Linked DNA regions of Mus musculus: region 2 is linked to region 1. A link is a contact called in public promoter capture Hi-C data. All regions are on one chromosome and are shown on one strand. The core of a region is the stretch at or near the end of the contact, and the rest is flanking DNA. Distances in the headings are between cores, read along the strand shown.

Evidence for each region. Promoter capture Hi-C pulls out the DNA fragments that hold promoters and counts their contacts.
Region 2: a promoter capture Hi-C map of liver shows a contact between it and region 1, with 3 times the contacts expected there. The contact joins the promoter of Rps9 here to the promoter of Tmem86b in region 1. A contact is called at or near these places in 2 of 39 promoter capture datasets (both in liver), 3 of 115 datasets of contacts at active chromatin or transcription factors (bone marrow-derived macrophages, embryonic stem cells and large pre-B cells) and 2 of 9 other capture datasets (embryonic stem cells and liver).

The regions. Positions count from the first base shown.
Region 1 is chr7:4,628,631-4,633,510 of GRCm38.p6, forward strand. Tmem86b (transmembrane protein 86B) reads right to left here and starts at 1,852. Exons shown (of 3, transcript NM_023440.3): 1 at 1,592-1,852; 2 at 926-1,172; 3 at 1-123. The coding sequence starts at 1,642. It overlaps Ppp6r1 (protein phosphatase 6, regulatory subunit 1), which reads right to left. Exons shown (of 24, transcript NM_172894.2): 19 at 4,839-4,880; 20 at 4,643-4,713; 21 at 4,429-4,510; 22 at 3,859-3,969; 23 at 3,711-3,767; 24 at 2,865-3,614. The coding sequence ends at 3,611.
Region 2 is chr7:3,702,048-3,706,927 of GRCm38.p6, forward strand. It overlaps Rps9 (ribosomal protein S9), which reads left to right and starts at 1,994. Exons shown (of 5, transcript NM_029767.2): 1 at 1,994-2,017; 2 at 2,280-2,401; 3 at 2,599-2,721; 4 at 3,686-3,872; 5 at 4,604-4,850. The coding sequence starts at 2,305. The coding sequence ends at 4,781.

The DNA.
Region 1 (4,880 bases), core at 602-3,101:
GCAGGAGGAAGCTGTAGTATGTCAGAGAGGCCAAGGTGGTGCACAGCAGCAATCCGGGCTGCAGTGGGGTCAGGCCAAAAGCCCCGAGGTAGAATAAGTGGGCAACAGAGAAGGCTGCCGTGCCTGAAGAAGAGAGGGATGAGAACTCAGTGAGGTAGGGTGGGCACCAATTGGCCTCCTGCTTCTCCCTGTTGTCTTGGCCACAACCAGACATGAACAGTGCCCCCAAAGCACCAGCTCCATCGTGATCTGCTGATTATAGCACTCCTTCTTGATGGGTCTCCAAATTCTTCTTATCCTTGGGTGTTCAATCAGTTCCCAAAGCAATGGTGATAACCTTAAGATGCATGGCATCATGTGCTTGCTCTGCTCAAGTACCTGTCTTTCCAAATCGTGTTCTGGGAAGCCCCATACCCTTGTTTTCCCCATCCTACTCTAGCCAAACTGGCCCATTTGGACAAAGTAACTCATACACTATTACCCCAGGTCCTTTCCACATGCACTTTCCATGCCCAGGATGGCCACACTTCCCATCTACACAGCTACATATCCTTATTCCTGTAATCCTAGCCCTTGAGAAAACTAAGGCAGGAGGATCCAACATTTGAGGCCATTCAGACCAGCCCTCATATATAGACATCTCAAAAATGACTCCTTACCTCCCCCACCCACCTCAGTCATGCTACACCTTAATTTTCTCCACACCACCCCTTCCAACCAGGTAATCCCACATCTTCCAACCAGTCTGACTCCAAGCCCCTGGCTGAACTGTGAGCTATGCTGTCACCCATCACTGCCTTCTGGCACCTCTGGATAACCCAGAGGACCTAGGGAGGGAGGGCTCCATATAATGAAAAGCTGTGTCCCAGTACTGACTCAACTCCACAAGAACCCTAGGTGTGTTGTCATAGAAGCCCCTGCTCACCATAAAAGAAAGCTTCAGGCCAGATGAGGCAGGCATCTCCCACAGCAGAACATACAAGAGCTCCCTGCAGGAGCCAGGTGCTGCTCCCACCAGGGGCCACAGCCCACAGGAACACAACCAGGCAGAGAATGGGCTGGCACTTGATCAGGGCACTGACCCAAGATGGCTGGTCCACAGGAATCCAGAGGAGGAAGTAAAGGGAGCAGGCAAGGATGAAGGGGGCCAGCCACCTGCGGACCTGTGGGTACTTCAAGAGAGCGAAGCTTCTCAGCCTCCCTCCCATTCGCAGCCAGTCCTGGGGGAGGGGTCACTGCAAGGCACTGTAGGAAATGTCTAATTCCAGTACTTAGCAGGTGGAAACGGGAGGCTGTTGATTTCAAAACCTGTCTAGGATACCCAGTGAGAACCTATTTTAACGGCCATCCCCCACACCACCCTCATGCCAGGACCCAAGCATGTCCAGGTTGGACTTTCGGGACTAGGATCTTTAGCCACCTTGAGAACCTTTTCATTCCTATCTCCTGCAAGGACAAAACCACGATACCTTAGAACCCAGCCTCCTGGAAGGACAGGGCATCCCCACCAACTCACCAAGCATAGAGAATCACAGGCCCCAGTACTGCCCATGTTCCCAGACCTGCCCATCCCCACCTTACAGGTTCTCACTTGGTCTGAAAAGAGTGTCTCCAGGGGCAGCCCCTCTTTTCTAGCATCCATGCTGAGTTGCTTCTCTTTAGGAGCCAGTGGCTTCAGAGGGCAGAGGGAAGTCTTGTGGTTACACATTAACCCAAGTGTCCTGTGGACTCTGGGGCTGATAACAGGGCTCACGCAAGGCCTGCTCTTGTCTGGCACTTGCTGATAAGGTACCCATCAGGCACCAAGGGCCACCCCCCAGCACTTAGAAACCTGGCCACCACCTCCAAAAGTGAGCCCCCTCCCCCAAAGTGGAACTCCCATTGTCTCACACCCAGCCAATTATAAGGAACAATGCAAAGTTCCACAGAGGGGTAGCCCTACAACCAACCCTGGAAAACAGGGGTCCTGCCACAAACACTGGTTAAATAAATCCTGCATTGTGCCTGAAGTCATTCAAACATTCCCTGGAAGGAAGGACGACCACACCACTGTACACTCATGTTCTGCAGCCTTCCCATGAACAAGATAGGGACCTACTGGATGCCAAGAAACTACTAGGTTCCTCAACCATCCCCCTTAGGGATGCTTCATTGTATGTCCATTCTCAAGGGAGCTTCCTGTCTCCTAATCTCTCCCACACCTTTGGTTTTTTGTTTTTGGTTTTTTAGATTTATTTATTTATTATATGTAAGTACACTGTCGCTGTCCTCAGACACTCCAGAAGAGGGAGTCAGATCTCGTTACGAATGGTTGTGAGCCACCATGTGGTTGCTGGGATTTGAACTCCTGACCTTTGGAAGAGCAGTCGGGTGCTCTTACCCACTGAGCCATCTCACCAGCCCCCACACCTTTGTTTTTGAGACAGGGTTTCTCTGCCCAGCCCTGGCTGTCCTGGAACTCAGTTTGTAGACATGGCTGGGCTTGAACTCACACAGATCCACCTGCCTCTGCCTCTGCCACCACCACATGCCTGGTGCCTCCTATCCCCGTAATGGCAGGACGCTCAGCTCCAAAGTCCAGGGACCTCTTGCTCCTTTTAGCAGGCCTGTTAGAGGATAGAGCTGAGTCAGCACAGCCCTAACTGATCTGCATTTTGGAACAGGGCCACGGAGGTACACATATCAGGATGAGAGCGCCCCAGAGTGCTAACTCCTGATGTTCTGCCTGATGTCTAAGTATTCCCCATCCCCTACACCCACACACACTCTCACAAGTGTGGTCCTAAGAGAATGTAGCTCTCTAGGCTATGAAGAGCAAGTTCACCCAACTCTGAGTCCCAGAACTCACAGTCCCACAGCAGGAATGTTCTGCTATCTTCCTTTATTTATATCTGCAGTATGAAACACAAGCTCTGCACACATACTTGCACACTCACACCAGCCTTGGGGGGGGCAGGGGGAGCTGGGACAAGGCCACTTGGCAGCAGTGCTGGAACCCTCAGGGCATGGGGTACCCAGCAACCCCCATTCTGGGCCTCTAGGGATGTTCCCCAGGGCCAGGGGCCGGATGACACCCTCTGTTACACCCCAAGGTGGTCCTGAGTGAAGCTGGGTAAGAGCATCTGCACCAGAGCACAGGCCAGCGGCCTCCAACCCCAGCGCCAGCCCCTACTGGGACAGACGGGGAAGGTGTGCTTCAGAGCTGCTGGCCCAGTTATTGTCCTGGCTTTCTTTCTTACTCCTCCCTCAACATATATATGTATATGTATATATATATATATATATATATATATATATATATATATATATATATATATATATATATATATAATATATAATATACTTCTCTCTCTCTCTCGCTCTCTCTCTCTCTTTCCTTTCTATGTGACTCTCTATCTTTATTCTTGGAGACAAAACTCCATAGTTTCTCTTCTCAGTGCAAATGGGGGTGGGTGAGGGCATCTCCCTGGCACCAGCCTCCTTGGGAGTCCAGAGGAGAGAATGTAGGGTGTGGGACAATAGAGTAGAGGGCCACCAAAGGACTCATCCTGCCCCACAGAGGGATTCCACAGGGAGGACAGAGGATTTGGCCACCACTGTCACCAGGCAGCTACCTGGAAACAGAGAGAAACACATGTGTCACATGGACCATGGACATGGGTCCAGTGACCTCATCTTGCTGACCCACCCAAGGCTATTGCCACACTCACTGGGAACCCGATGAAATAGGCCCTCCTGGGGTAGAGCCATTGGGCATCTCAAGGGCACTGTTAGGGGAGAAAAGGAAACATGGAGGTTACTTCTTGCCCTATTAGCCCTGCTTCATCCACCCAACACCACCCAGAGAGACTAACTCACCTCTGGCTTTGGGGAAGCCCCAAATGTTCTGGGCTCCTTTTCCCCTCCATGGTCTGAGGAGACTGGTGGGCCTTGAAGTCTGGGACAGAGGTAGAGGGGTCTCTGGTTGCACTGTAAGAGAGATCAATTTGAATACTGTTAGATATTCCATATCACTGCCTGCCTGAGGCCACGGCTGGGTAACAAAGAAATCTCAGAACAAAAAAGCCTATGAGCATACTGATGGCAGAGCATAGTGGGGCTGCAGAGCCACAGGGGGAAACCAGAACTTATACCCAGCTCCTCTCAGTGGTCATCCCCCTGCAGGATACGCTTCTGGGGCTATGCACAGTCCTGCTTCTCGTGGTCCCTGATCCTCTTGGAAGCTGTTCTTAACTCTGGGATCACAAGAGCCCTTTTAGGTGCCATTGTCCAAAACATTTAATTACAAAAAGGAATGGATACAAGGACACAGGAGCTCAAGGTAGAGCTTAGTGCTAAGGACAGTAGGGACAAGAGCCCAGCACCCACCTCGGCAAGGAGGCTGGGCTTCCCCTACCCCCCTCCAGGAGATGGGACATCAATGGTCACCTGTCCAAGGAGCTGGGGGCAGAGCGCATCCCATGCAGTGTGGCCTGGACATCCGCAACACTAACCAAGGCCTGGCAGGGGGCTGTGGAGAAAGAGATGGACCACATCTCAGCTGCCACCTTCCAGCAAGCTGAGACATGGCTGTGCCGTCTTCATACATATGGGCCTGAGGCAGAGTCCAGAGCCCTTATGGGAAAGGTATGGCTTAGCTCACCCAAGGGCTCTGCTACTTTGCTGCTATCTGTGACTTCCTGAGGTGCTGAGGGATGTGTGGGGTCCTGAGACCTAGAAGGTAAAAGAGGAACTTGAAAGGATGCTTGTGGTCAACTCCCAAGCCTAAGAGACACAGGAGAGGCTCCCAGACCAGATGCCAGAGCAATACCCGCCTGCCCTGCCCTGTCCATTCACACCTGAGCTGTGGGGAACCGTGGGCTGGAGGGCTGGATGGGATC
Region 2 (4,880 bases), core at 744-3,243, 930 kb before region 1:
TCAACTCTGCTTGCTCCAGGCCAAAGATTTATTACTACACGGTAGCTGTCTTCAGACGAACCAGAAGACTGTGCCAGATCTCATTACTAGTGGTTGTGAGCCACCATGTGGTTGCTGTGATTTGAACTCAGGAAGAGTCAGTGCTCTTAACCACTGAGCCATCTTGCCAGCCCCAGTACCTGAGTTTTGTTCACAGCACAAACAGGGCTCACAACTCCAGTCTTTGGGTATCTAACCCCTTATGACCTTTGAAGGTCCTAGGTACACACATGGAGTATTTGTGTGGATATAGGCAGGAAAAATACTTGTACACATTAAATAAATCATTTTTAAAAATTAAAAAGCAGCCGGGCGTGGTGGTGCACGCCTTTAATCCCAGCACTCTGGAGGCAGAGGCAGGCGGATTTCTGAGTTCGAGGCCAGCCTGGTCTACAGAGTGAGTTCCAGGACAGCCAGGCCTATACAGAGAAACCCTGTCTCGGAAAAAACAAACAAACAAACAAACAAAAAACAACAAAAAAAAAATTTAGAAAGCAAATGTTTGACCCAGAAAGTAAGCTAATCTGTCTCCTTGTCTACCAATCTGTCCTCCCAGACTAAATGAACAAGATGCCTTTTGAGTATACAAATGCAAGTGCAAATTTTTTTTTTTTTCCAAGACAGGGTTTCTCTGTATAGCCCTGGAACTCACTCTGTAGACCAGGGTAGCCCTGAACTCAGAAATCCACCTGCCTCTGCCTCCCAAGTGCTGGGATTAAAGACTGCCCCGCGCAAGTGTAAATTCTTACCAATCACACTGTTTAAAATAAAAAATATCTGAGCTAGGCCTAGTGGTACAGGCCTATCCTCCTACTATTCAAGGACAGAGGCAAGGACATGTCTATGAGTTTGAGGCCAGCCTGGCTACATAGTTCATAGTTCCAGGATAGCCAGGACTCATAGACCCCATTTCCCTTAAATAAAAAATAGTTATAAAATATCAGATATACACAAAGCTGGCTGTGGTAGTGCATGTCTTTAATCCCAGTACTTGGGAGACAGAGCCAGGCAGAACTCTGTGAGTTTGAATAGGAAGCTCCAGGACAGCCAGGAATAAGAGGAAAGACCCTGTCTCAACAAACAAACATATCAGTTGCATGAAAGCGGATTGTAATTCCAGCATTTGGGAGGTATAGACAGAAGGATCTGGAATTCATAGTCATTTGATAGGAAACCCTGCATCAAAACAATAAATAGATTAGGAGAGACTTGCCTATAGGCCAAGATGATGGAGGCACTTTCTTAAATGAGTTCCTCTTTCCACATGTCTAGGTTTGTGTCAAGCTGTCAAGACAAACCAGCACAAGATGTGTATTTCAATATTAAAATAAGCCCAGCACGACATATTTATACTATTTTCATAATGTTTGTATTTTTTATTATTGTATTTTGTGGCTCACACCTAAAATCTTAGCACTTTTAAAAGAAGATTTATTTATCTATTATATCTAAATACACTGTAGGTGGTCAGATCTCATTACAGATGGTTGTGACCCACCATGGGGTTGCTGGGATTTTCAGGACCTTTGGAGGAGCAATCAGTGCTCTTAACCGCTGAGCCATCTCTCCAAACAAACCCGAGTACTTTTAAGGGCAAGGGCACTGCCATGAGATTGAGACAGTGGTGGGGAACCTTGGCTGCTGCCCTTAATTCCCTGTAAGTTTTTACCAAGAGTTTTTGTTGAAACAAAAAGTGACAACTGTGGTTACTCAATCAATGCTTTAGCCCTGGAAGGGGCAGCCTCGTTAATTCTTGGATTAACCAAATGTCACCATAGCCCTTTAATCGCCTAACCACCTCACTGGCAAGTCGGCCCAGCGAAGCGCCGCTCTAGCCGGCCTGCTCGTCTCTATGGCTTTCCTGCTTCTGATTGGCGTAGTCGCGAGCGGTGCGTGATGACGTCACTACAAGGCGACGTTACTATAAGACCTCGGTCCAACCGCCTTGTCTCTCTTTGTCTCGGGCCTGAGTTCGTAGGTGAGTGTTCTGATTGTTGAGTTCGCCTTTTAGGGGTTGATGGTGTAAGGTAACGGAGCCATTCGAATCTTCATGAACATGCTGAGTAAGAGGGTGGGGCGAAGGTGGCTGGAAGTTACAACACGGTTGTGGAACAATCCCATTTTCAAGTTTTCTAAGGCGGATTTCTCTGAGAGCCGAGTTGGTGTCGCCGTGTCCCTAGCGGGGTTTTGCTGCACATGCGCCACAAGATTATTTTTTAAAACGACACTTTACTGCGCAGGCGCAGCCGGCCTAGCGAGGTCAACATGCCGGTCGCCAGAAGCTGGGTTTGTCGCAAAACCTATGTGACCCCACGGAGACCCTTCGAGAAGTCGCGTCTCGACCAGGAGCTAAAGTTGATTGGTGAGTGGCCAAAGTAGAATTTCGAATTGCGGATCCGGGAAGAGTTAGGTAGCCATGATGTCTGTCTCCCACGTGCTCGTTCTGGAGCATCCTGTGTGGCGCCAGAGGATTGCAGTTTAGTTTTGTGTTCTCTAGTCGCCATGCACATGTAGTAACCCATGGCTCTTGCCCCGCGGTCTCCTCCCAACCACGTGCAGGAGAGTATGGACTCCGGAACAAACGTGAGGTTTGGAGGGTCAAGTTTACCCTGGCCAAGATCCGTAAGGCGGCCCGGGAGCTGTTGACGCTAGACGAGAAGGATCCCCGGCGTCTGTTTGAAGGTGTGTATGAGCCTATTTTCGAAGGAGTGGTGGTTGCTGAGTGTTTTAGGGCGTGGGAGATGTGACTGAACAAGTTGGGCTAGTGGGGATTGAGACAGGGTCTTGGTGTAGATTGGCCTGGAACTCAAATGTAAGTCAGTCTTGCCATAAACTGCCAGAAATTCAGAAGTGCTGGGTATGTGTCACAAGGATTCTTATTGGTTATTTTATTTACATTTCAAATGTTATTTCTCTTCCCAGTTTCCTCTCTGCGACACCCCCCCACCCGCCCCCCAATCACACCACAAGGATTCTTTTTGAGTTTCTAGAATCTAGTTCTGTCTGCATTGGACAAATGGAGGCCAAAGACAATGGGAGTTGCACTAATGCTTTTTCTGTCTTAATACTGGATGTTTTATTTAGTTTCATGTGGTGTAAGAGGAGTAATGATTATTTTTCCATCCGGGGGACGTATTTTTGCATTTGCATCTGGGTAGCGTTTATACAATGTTAATCCAGGTTGAGCCTATATTTTAACATATTTATATTCCATACTTAGGGTTTCTTATAGGTGACTGGGCCTACATACACAGTTCATTTAACTCCTGGGAGAGTAGTCTGAGGAATAAATGTGTGCTGTTTGTGTATATATTGTTGGCCTGATGGTACTGTGTAGCTCAGATTGCCTTTGAACTGTTAGCCCTAGCTTTTCATGTTGTGAAAATGAAAATTGTTTTTAAAGTTGAGCATTAGAGCTCTTAATCTTAGGCTTAAAGGCTGGATGAAAAACTGTAAGCCTGCGTGATGCCTGTTGGTGAAAGGGTGGCACAGTGGCCATGTCAGGGTCTCAAGCCTAGGGCTCTGGGAAGAAAAGTTATCAGGCACCAGAGCTCCCTACAAAAATGAGTGAAAGCTGTAGTCCTCTACTCAGAGACTGGGGAAGTCTGAGGTCGGGCCTCATTGGCTGCTGCTCCCCCTGTCACAGGCAATGCTCTCCTGCGGCGGCTTGTTCGCATTGGGGTGCTGGACGAGGGCAAGATGAAGCTGGATTACATCCTGGGCCTGAAGATTGAGGATTTCTTGGAGAGGCGGCTGCAGACCCAGGTCTTTAAGCTGGGCCTGGCCAAATCTATTCACCATGCCCGTGTGCTCATCCGCCAACGTCACATTAGGTGAGTTGCAGCTGGGCCTGTAAATCTTTATTTCCCTACTTGTGCCGTTGGTTTCGTTAGCTAAGTTGCCATTCTATCTCCTGTGCAGCCTTTGGAGCTGACAGATGTGAGCTTACCCTTGAGGGTTCAGAATCGTGCCCTGCAAACAGCTTATGGGGGACTGGGGACAGCCTTGTTTCCCCATAGCCCAGCGCAAGGGTCACTGCGGCTCAAGCCGTACACCTTGTGAAGGTGTCTGCCAGGCACTCAAGCAGCTGGACAGGTAACAGCTCTTGGTGCCACCCCCCCTGGAGGGAGATTGGAGTCAATGTTGAGGTGACAAAGCTGTCTGTGGAGGTACAATCTAGGCCTTCATTGCTATATTTCTACTTGTTAATTTGCCAGTTGAGAATGCACCTGTCTGAAGTGACTGGGGTAAATGAAATTGCATGCTCGTTAACCCTTCTGTAAATGAGCACCAATCATGACAGCTATACAGAGTGAAGTCTCAGATTTCTTTCTCACCAGCTTTCGTTTATGGGCAGAGATGTACTCTTGTCTGAGGTGGTTTGAGACCACATGGCATTACAATGTGGACAGGAAGCAAATCAAAGCATTAGTATGGGCACTCTTGTTTTCCTTCCAAGTTACTGAGTCTGAGGTCAGGAGTGCCTGTGAGCCTGCTTGAGTCAAAGGGCAGGACCAAATGGTTCAGCCTCACTTTGTCCCCTTATTCTGTTCTTCCTGTCCAGGGTCCGCAAGCAGGTGGTGAACATCCCATCCTTCATTGTTCGCCTGGACTCTCAGAAGCACATCGACTTCTCCCTCCGTTCTCCTTATGGCGGCGGCCGTCCAGGCCGAGTGAAGAGGAAGAATGCCAAGAAAGGCCAGGGCGGGGCTGGAGCTGGTGATGATGAGGAAGAGGATTAATTAATACTTGGCTGAACTGGAGGATTGTCTAGTTTTCCAGCTGAAAAATAAAAAAGAATTGATACTTGGTTTATTGGTGTGCCTCTGTAGTGAGTGCAA